Regions from separate parts of the Rattus norvegicus genome. Here region 2 is linked to region 1. The links are chromatin contacts, called in public Hi-C maps. All regions are on one chromosome and are shown on one strand. The core of a region is the stretch at or near the end of the contact, and the rest is flanking DNA. Distances in the headings are between cores, read along the strand shown. Region 1 has its middle 29 kb from the start of Ttll11. Region 2 holds the start of Lhx6 (LIM homeobox 6).

Region 1 (4,726 bases), core at 677-3,176:
GTAGGCTAATAATGGTAAACTGAGGCTTGGAAGGAGAGCACAGATACCCTTAGGACAAGACTGGGGGTCAGAAGCAGATTCAAAAGCGTATTTGTAGGATTCCCAAACGCGAGCTGTCAGGGGACCTTGCCGCAAAGTCCCCTTCCCCCTCCACCCCAGCACCCAAGGGCTCCCGGGCACAAAGCCACTTGGCGGCGCTCGAGGGGGCGCGCGTAGGAGCGCGCGCGACGGCCCGCGCCTTCGGCCAAGATGTTCCCTCTCGGCTTGATTGACAGGCTCGAGTGCCGAGAAACAAAATTGTTTATGCGCTAATGAATAAGGCCCTGATTGCAAGATCCTGTTTGGAAAATTATAGTGCGGCGGCGGCGGCGGCGGCCGCGGCGGCCCAATTACAGCCCGCGCTGCATATTCATTTCGTCTCTCCTTTGCATGGAGATGAACGGGCGGCCCCGAGCCCTGCAAAGGCAACGCCAAATTTAGTCCCAGGTTCCGCACTCCTCCGCGCCATTGTCTGCCCGGACCACCTGCCTCCTGCCGGCCTGATTGCCCGCGAGGGCGCGGAGAGGGAGGCCAAGAAAGTTTTCCCTGCCCCCTCCTCGGGCCACCACCCACCTCCTGTCCTGCCCTCCGCCCTTCCCCTGTCCCCTACTCTCCTGGTGTCTCTCCTTCCTTTCCTCTTTCCTTGCTGTGTGGACCACAGGCTTCTGACTCTTCCCAGAATTCCATGTGTGCCTCCCCCAGGTATAGAACATGAACTCGGGCTGGGATGTAGCCCAGTGGTAGAGCACAGGCTTTGCATGCACTAGTCCCCCAGGGGCTGCCCCTAGCACCGAAAGAATGAATCAAGAGAATGTGGAACACGCGAAGGAATGTCAATCATGTCTCCTCCCTTTTCCAGCTGCAGAAATTCCCTGGGTTCGTGGATTTCTGGGCCTTGGGAGGGAGCAGGAGAGGGAGGCAGTAAGGGGGATGGCTGTTTCCCTGCCCTCCCCCACGAGACACATCCCAAGACTTCGGAGGTCCCTCTCTGCCTGGCGCCTCCCTTATGTAGTCACCCCATTCTTACAGCGTTCAAACATCCTTCCCAGCACAGCTTGCCTACCCTTCTCTTCTCCAGGCAGGAGACAGCTCCCCCTGCACCCTAGGAGCACCCTGTTTCCCAAGCATGTCTTGATACAGCTACTAGCACAGTACACTCATGTCTTCTCTTCAGCTCTGACCTGAGAGGCTCCCAGCACTGGCTGAGTCACCAGCATTCCTGGTGTAGGGCTCAGGGCAGGGAAAACCAACAAATCCTCTGCCATGCTTGCTCACCCACCATCTGCCCTGTTAGGGCTTGGTGGGCTCGAATGGGTGTGAGACTGGGAGAAAACTGCCCTGAACCCCCAGCCTATAAGGGTCCCATCAACCAGCTCAACCTGGACAAGAATGGCCTTCCTAAGGCCATCGATTTGATTGACAGGTGCCTGAGGCCTGGAAGTTGTAAGACTCCATCACATGTGTCCAACTTTTCTCTTGAAGATAGTCTTTTGCCCAGGCTAGCTCAAACTCCTTATGTAGCCGAGGGTGGCCTTGAACTTTAGATCCTCCTATCAAGAGCTGGAGTTAGAGCTATGTGCCACCATCCTCCTGTCATAGCGGGTGAGCACTCTACCGACTGAGCTACGGTCTCCGGCTCTGCCTCTTTAAAATATCGTTTTTTGCTTGTTCATGAGTTCATGCTCCTCACATGTGTGCAGCTGTTCCAGGAAGCCAGAGGGCACCCAATCCCTTGGAACAGGAGTCACGGGCAGTCTTTGAGCCACCTGGTGGGTGTCTCAAGGAGCCCAGGTTCTTTGAGAGAACAGGCACTTCTAAGGGCTGAGCCATCCCTCCAGTCGTCTGTCCTGTTGGCATTGCCATATAGCATCAACCAAGTCCATGCACCAAGTCATAGGACTGAGCTGCAGACTGAAATAGCTGCAGCAACACTGCCCCCTCAACTCCATCACACTGCTTTAAAGAAGTTCATAATTTCGTGTTGAGCAGAATTCATAGCTCTCTTGGCCACATACAGCCTGTGGGGCAGAGTTAGAACACACTTGAAAATGATGGTATACAAGTTCTAAGTGTCCTGCCATCCTGCTTCTGTAGAAGTCCCTGAAATGACCAGCATCCCCTTTCCTGGTGGTGGGATTTGAAGGCACTGATGTGAGCAATGGACACCACAACCCACCAGGAGACACACAAAGTAACACACACACACACACACACACCACATACACCATACACACACACACCACACACATACACCACACACACACACCACACATAGCATACACCACACACCACACACATACACCACACATACACAGACACACCACACACCACACACACAAACCACACACACACACCACACACACCCCCCCACAGATACACCACACACCACACATACAAACCACACACAAAACACACACACACACACCACACCACACCATACACACACCACACACATACCACACACACACCACACCATACCACAGCACACACACAGCACACACACACCACACACACACCATACACAAACACCATACACACACATACCACACACACACACCACACCACACCACAGCACACACACACCACACACACAAACACACACACAAACACACACACAAACACACACACACACACACACACACACACACGCACACGCACACGCACACACACCTGATTCTCCTCGAAAGACCTCAATACCAAGACACAAAGACAGGCCTTCCCAAAGGCTGTGAGTGGGGCAGCACTGCCCTCTGGTGGTTTTTCTGGAGTTCTGCTGTATTCAAACTGGCTTCCTAGAACTACAAAAGAGCCTGCTGGTACCCAGATCTAGAGACGCAGATAGGGTTCAGACTGGATCAGGGATTAGGGATTAAGTGTCCTCGAAGGTGACATCTATTCCATTCATTCCAGTCCTCTGCTTCCACCCCCCCAGGCCTAGAACATGTTTTTAGCAATACTCATTCAGGACAAGGGCTCCCATCCTAGAGAAGCGCTGTGGGTTCAAGATCTGGTCCCCAGCTTTACTGAGAGGCAATAGGATCACAAGAGTGCTAATTGCATCCGTGAACTAATGCAAACGTCACTTTATAGTTCAGTGGTCTGTTACAAGCTAGGGCGTGGTTAGATAGAGTGGGTCACTGGGGGTGTGCTTTCAAAAGGCACATCTTGTCCCTGACCCATTATGCCTCTTTGCTCTTTGGCTACCATGACGTGAGCAGCCTTCATCCTCCGTATCCTTCCTTCATGATGCTCCAGTTCTGCCTCAGGCCTATGGCAGCGGAGGCAGCTGACCACAGACTGAAGCCATGTGCCACAATAAATCCTTTGCCCACTGAGTGGTTTGTAGTTCCTCAGATACTTTGTCACAGTGATAAATGGTGACTGATATAGGTTGTGTCTGGAAGGAAGGCGACATCAGGACTGGGAAAGCCGTACAGGTGGTTGAAAACCATGAAAAGTTCCTCCAATGGAGCCCTGAGAGGCTGGTGTAAGCAAGGCCATAGGCTAAGAAAACACCTGCAGGTGGGGACAAAGAGACCTGAAAGTGCAGAGACAGCTGAGAAGGACCAACCAGGGAGCTAGGGGACAATCTAAGAAGCCAAGGACAAGGAGGGTTTCAAGAGAGCCATGTGAAGAATAAGAGGACGAGAGAAAAATGAGGTTTGGGGATCATGCCCAGCTGTGGCTGTGGTGTGACTATTTGAGCCCTGAAACGGATACTTACTCAGTAAGTTTAAGCTGGTTCATCTTCCCAGTTTGTCTGTCTAAGGGCGCCTTGGATGAGGACATTTGGGTGACCTTTGTCTTTCAGAACATTTCAGAGTAGGAAAAAGGAAGGGTATTGGACCCTGGGGCAGAAGTGAAGAGAGTTTTCCCCGGGGAAGAGACAAAGGAGGTCAACACGGGGGCGGCCGCGCAGACAGTGTGCAGTTTATACTATGACCACTAGAGGGCAGCAAAAGCAGGTTCTGCCTTTGACCCAGGCTTCTTCATCTACGGACAGGGTGGGTATCCAGATCCTGCCTTCAATTGTAGCGTGTCCTTGGCCTGCCTGGGCCTTTTTCTTTTCTGAAGGTGAAGCAGCTGGACACCACGATATTTTGAACCCTTTACGCTGCAGTATTTATCCCCACTCAGCCCAGAGAGGGACAGCAAAAGGTACATGCAGATAACATAGACAAAATCAGAACATGCCAGCCTATGGGCTTATGTAAGCCGAGCAAGGTAAGACCAGACAGTCCCAGAAGATCTGGTTAAACCAGTGGGTGATCGTAGTGTCTAAAGGTGTCTCTGGCTTCCTTACACAGAGTACCAAGGGAAGCACCGTCCACTCCTAGCATTCCCTAGCTCCCACTCTCTCTGAACAACCAGGACTGTATTTCCCCGGCATCCTCATGTGTCTGAGGTACCCTGCCCTATCCTTGGGTACTGCCCGTGTGTTCTTTGCTGCCTGTTGAGGACAGTGGCAATACCAAGGGTCAGGATGGGCTGTCCTGACCATGGGCATGTGATCAGGTCTTCAGAGAAGCTCTTGTGCTGGGAGCCTCTTGTGGCCTCACTAGAGATGAGGAAAAGGATGGTCTCTCCTTCCTGTGTCTGCTAAAGCAAGCCTTGATTGAACAGAAATGGCACAGCCAGAGTGTCTGCATGGAGAGATAATCTCTGCTTGGAGGACAGGGATTCCCCC
Region 2 (4,641 bases), core at 1,304-3,803, 91 kb before region 1:
TCTGTATCAGCTTTGTAGAGTTACCAGGAGGATTGAGAGGGTGGTGCATGTGGAGCAGAGCTCAGTCACATAAGTGGTGGACATTGGGGTGGTCATTGTCACTACTTTGGGAGCACAGATTTCCACTCCTCTAGCAGTGGCACCACCTGTTTGCTCAGCTCCTGGATCTGTCATCGTTTCTCTGCCTGGACCACTGTCTTCTGTCCCCCAGACTATGTAAATCTCAACTGCATTTTATTTCACTTCATGTGGGTTTTTTGGGGTTTTTTTCCCCACTTACCTAAGAAGTTTTGGAGGAGCAACAAGAGCCTTGCCTTTTAGGGTTCCTATGCATGTCATGTACCATATACTGGCCTCTGGCCTCTCCTGGCCACTTAGAGGAGAGGAGAGAAAAGGAGAGAAGATGAGAGGGGATGGGGCCAGAGGGGAGAGAGAGAACGAAACAGTACAGTTGTTATTCCATATTTGCCCATGAGGCAGAAGGCAGATGCAGGCTTTTGTCAAAATATGGAAAGCATGTGTGTGTGCCTGTACATGCTCACCATGAGCGGTCATGATCATGGGTGTAGCCCAGAGGCCATAAGCTCTGTAGAGGAATCTATGCTCACCAGGAGCGGTCATGGTCATGGGTGTAGCCCAGAGGTCATAAGCTCTGTAGAGGAATCTGGTTTTAGTTCTTGGCTCAGACTATTGTTAGTCACGTGGCACTATGATGGCTGTGATCTCTTTAAACCTCAGGTTAAAATAGGTAACATGGGTACCCATAGGGTGTGCTGCCTCACAGAGGAAATTGAGATCATGATTGTAAAATGTTTAGCATTCTAATGCCTGGCCCGGATTAAAGCATCCAAGAGTGTGCGTGTGGATGTACATATACATCCAAGTGTGTATGTGTACATTGGTGTGCAGGTACACACCTCACCTGCTTTCCACAGTGTACCTGTTCCCTTTAGTAGAAAAGACTGGTTCAGAGCCAGTGTGCACACAAGAGCAATAAATTACTGGAATTCAAGAGCTGATGCCATTAGCTGGGGTTGTTTCAGCCTGAAGGAGCAGATATGTGTCCCTAAGGGTTGGGAGATGGCTTTTCAGTACTGCGATCGTATATAGACAACATTGTCTATGTGTGTTTCTGGCTATGCCTAATTGTGCAGACAGAGACTGACACCTGGGGACACTGTTCTTTGCAAAGGTGTGTGTTGCTTCCCCTTAAGCCTGGTACCTGTCTCACTGTCTATATGAAGGCAGTGCATGGTAAGAGATGCCTCATAACAGAGGTTATACAAGGTTTGGCGCTCCATGGGAAACCAGACTCGCCTGAATATGGCTGTGTGCACAAGTGTAAGCATGATTTGAGGGGGTGCTGTTTATATCTGTAAATGAGGGCAGTTATGAAGGGGGTGGTCTGTGTGGTGGGTGGTTTGCTCGATGCAGGACTAGGTCTAAGTGTGAGTGTGCACACAGTGTTTTAGAAGAGGACGCACATTTGCACACTTTTCTGACACAGTTCTTAGGTGAGGAAGAAGGCTGAGGCTATAAACGTCCGTGTTTGCCAGCATCAGACCTTTGAGTTTGAGGAGGTCTGTGTTTGGGGGCTGTGCCTGCTATTTCAATATCTGAGTCTTTGCCTTTCCCTAACTCTCATTATCCCTGGAGCCCTATAGAAGGTAGAACGTGTAACTAGGTAAATCTTGAAGTGGAGGTGGATGCCCCAAGAAATTTATTCCAAAAGAATCCAGGGGACCTACCCTCCCACTGCCACTAGCACAGTCTGCCCTGACCCCAGTCCTATTCAGCCTTTAGAAGCCGGTGCAAGCTCTGGTTGTCATGAAGCAGGGATGTTTTTGAAGGAGTTTGAGAAGTGTGTCGATGTCTGGGACCTGGGGGATTGGTGTGAGCAGGTTACCATTTGTGACCATATATACACAGATATACCAGACTCAGCACTGCATCAACAGAATGTGGCTTCATGTGGAATCCAGCCCTGTAGATGGGCTGACCACGGGTTCCTCTCGCACTTATTAACGGTTGTATGAGGGCGGCGGGTGCCCTTGAGGGAGGGGCGGCAGAAGGAGCTGTGAGGATGTGTGCCCGCCAGTGCCTTTGTATGTTAGCATGTTCCAAGAGTCTCCCTGTAGCGCATAGTTTCAGTGTGTCTCTCTGTGTGTATGTCTCTCGAGTCTCTGCCTCCTTTGGAGTGTCTCGCTCTTCTTAGCGGGGAGGGGATTGGTCACGCATGACTCATCTTGAACGGAGCGGGGCTCCAGCGGCAGGGCGGTCGTCGCCGCAGCTGGAAGGGGAGGAGGACGACGAGGAGGGAGAGGAGGAGGAGGAAGAGGAGGAGGAGGAAGAGGAGGCGGCAGCAGCCGCAGAGGCAGCTGCAGGGACCTCTCCAAGTTTGTCGGGACCTTCTTCAGAGGCAGTGGTGCCGGCAGCCAGGGAGGCCAGGACTGCGCTCAGACCGGGGGAGGAGGGCTGGGGCTGGGCCCGGGGCGGCGGGGCCGGAGCCTGGGTTCTCCAGCTCTCGCATCAGCCTCTGCCCACAGGGCGCCCGAGGCCCCACTCCGTGCTGCTCTTTGCGCTGCGCGCCCTTCGAGCCCTCAGTTCCCGGGCCCATGTACTGGAAGCATGAGAGCGCCGCCCCGGCGCTGCCCGAGGGCTGCCGGTTACCGGCGGAGGGCGGCCCCACCACCGACCAGGTGAGCAAGCAAGCGAGTGGGTGAGCGTCCGGGATCCCGGGGCCAGCGTGAGCCCGGATTCAACCGGGCCCGGCCGGGTGGCGGGCGGCAGCAAGGAGGAGGGGTATTGAGTGAGCTCGGGAGAGTGTGACTGCAAGTGTGTGAGCGCGCGAGCGGGCAGGCGGGGGTGGGGGGTCGCGGAAAGCGGGAACACATTATGCAAATGTTGGAGGAATTTCTCAAAAAGCGATTTAGCAAAGACATAGGCGAATCAAGAGGAGGCGAGGCCAGTATTGTCCGTCTGAATAGGCGCTGATAGCGCCAATGCGCCAGAGGTTGTGCCGGCGCAACGCTGAGGATCTCGATGAGGGGCCGGTCCCGGGCGCTCCAAGAGTCTGGAGGGTTCTCTTTCCTCCTCCAAGAGGCCTCTCTTTTCTCTTTTTGGCCTCATTTCACTCACCGATCTCGCCCTCTTTGGCTTGGGGCTTTCCTTGGACTGGCCTTCCAAAGGCGTTTGAATCGGTGTCAATATCCCCGCTTCAATTTCCCGGCGCGCGTCGAGCGGGCGGGCGGGCGGATGCTCCCAGCGCTCTGGGTTTTATTTTCTCAACCACCACCACCACCACTACTACCACCACCACCCCCATCTCCTTTTTATTTTCTTTCTTTCTCTCTTTTCTCCTTTTTGCATTTTGTACCGAGAGTAGGAGAAGGGAGGGGTAGAGGGAGAAAAAAATTCGATTTTTAATTACTACCATTAAAAAATCAAATTTGCAATTCTTTGGGCGGCCTGATGGATCTCACTGATTGACAGTTGGAATTGACACTCTGGCTACCTCTTATCTTGGGCATTCACGACAATTTCTAATTGCAGGTAGTTTGTGTGTGTGCGCGTGTTTTTTTTTCCCCCTCAGAGGCTTGGATTGCAAAGGAACTAAGCGATTACTTCAAGAGCCACGGGTTAAGTGCAGGGAGAGGGGGAGAGAGAGGGAAAAAAACCCAATCCAAATTCAAATTGCTTCATTAGAGAGACACCGCTTTTGTGGGGAAGGGCTTTAAATGCCCACTACAAAGTTAGGACTCATTGTTCAGCGCCGGTTTATATAACAGGCGAGGGGAGGCGCTGGGCTCTGACAGCTCCGAGCCAGTTCAGCAGCCGCTGTCGCTTGCATTCCCTCCCCCTCCCCCAGGTGATGGCCCAGCCAGGGTCCGGCTGCAAAGCGACCACCCGCTGTCTTGAAGGGACCGCTCCGCCTGCCATGGTGAGTCCTTTTGGTCCTGCTTTCGGCCCCGAGTCCCCCCAACTGTACAGGCCAGGGCTTCTGGCTCAGCCTTCCGGCTACCAACCTCTACCCCTGCGCTGGAAAACTGCCGATAGGAGCCGCCTCTCGCTGAGCCTTGGTTTTTCTAGCCTGGAATGTGAGCTTTGGCTACTTCTTGCACCCAGGATGCGCTGTGTTAAAAGTTGGGGACCGTCCCTTCTTCTCCAATAAGTCCTTTCATTCTTGTACTCCAGCCTAGGGCGTGACATCCCGGGTACATTTCGTTGTCAGTCGGTGCGCAAAGGAACCAAATCTGTCTTTACGGCAACAACTCTTGAGTACCAGGCTAAGCGCTTCGCTGTTCCTCTCTCCGATTTCAGGCTCAGTCAGACGCCGAGGCCTTGGCAGGCGCTCTGGACAAGGACGAAGGTAGAGCCTCCCCATGTACGCCCAGCACACCCTCTGTCTGCTCGCCGCCCTCTGCCGCCTCTTCCGTGCCGTCTGCTGGCAAGAATATCTGCTCCAGTTGCGGTCTCGAGATCCTGGACCGGTATCTGCTCAAGGTGAGTCAGGGTAGGTGTTGCCTTCCTGTCCACGGGTGTGGGTTGCAGCCCCAAAGACTGTAGGGAAGCAATGACCTTGCCCGGTCCATTTTACTAGGCCTCCCAGTTCAACCGTTGACTGATCGCGCAGCTTTGGGC

Evidence for each region. Hi-C and Micro-C count contacts between places; a contact is called where the count stands out from the background.
Region 2: a Hi-C map of frontal cortex shows a contact between it and region 1, with 1.7 times the contacts expected there. The contact joins the promoter of Lhx6 here to the enhancer-like site in region 1. A contact is called at or near these places in 5 of 12 Hi-C or Micro-C datasets (Schwann cells, frontal cortex, hepatocytes and 1 more).

What each region holds. Positions count from the first base shown.
Region 1 is chr3:39,759,406-39,764,131 of GRCr8, reverse strand. No RefSeq gene overlaps it. Among named protein-coding and RNA genes, the nearest start is that of Ttll11, 29 kb to the right of the region's middle. Within about 2 kb of position 1,926, at least 8 of the 93 cell types and tissues checked have an H3K27ac peak or open chromatin away from gene starts, as enhancers often do.
Region 2 is chr3:39,851,335-39,855,975 of GRCr8, reverse strand. It overlaps Lhx6 (LIM homeobox 6), which reads left to right and starts at 2,553. Exons shown (of 10, transcript NM_001107837.2): 1 at 2,553-2,699; 2 at 3,869-3,940; 3 at 4,321-4,503. The coding sequence starts at 2,616.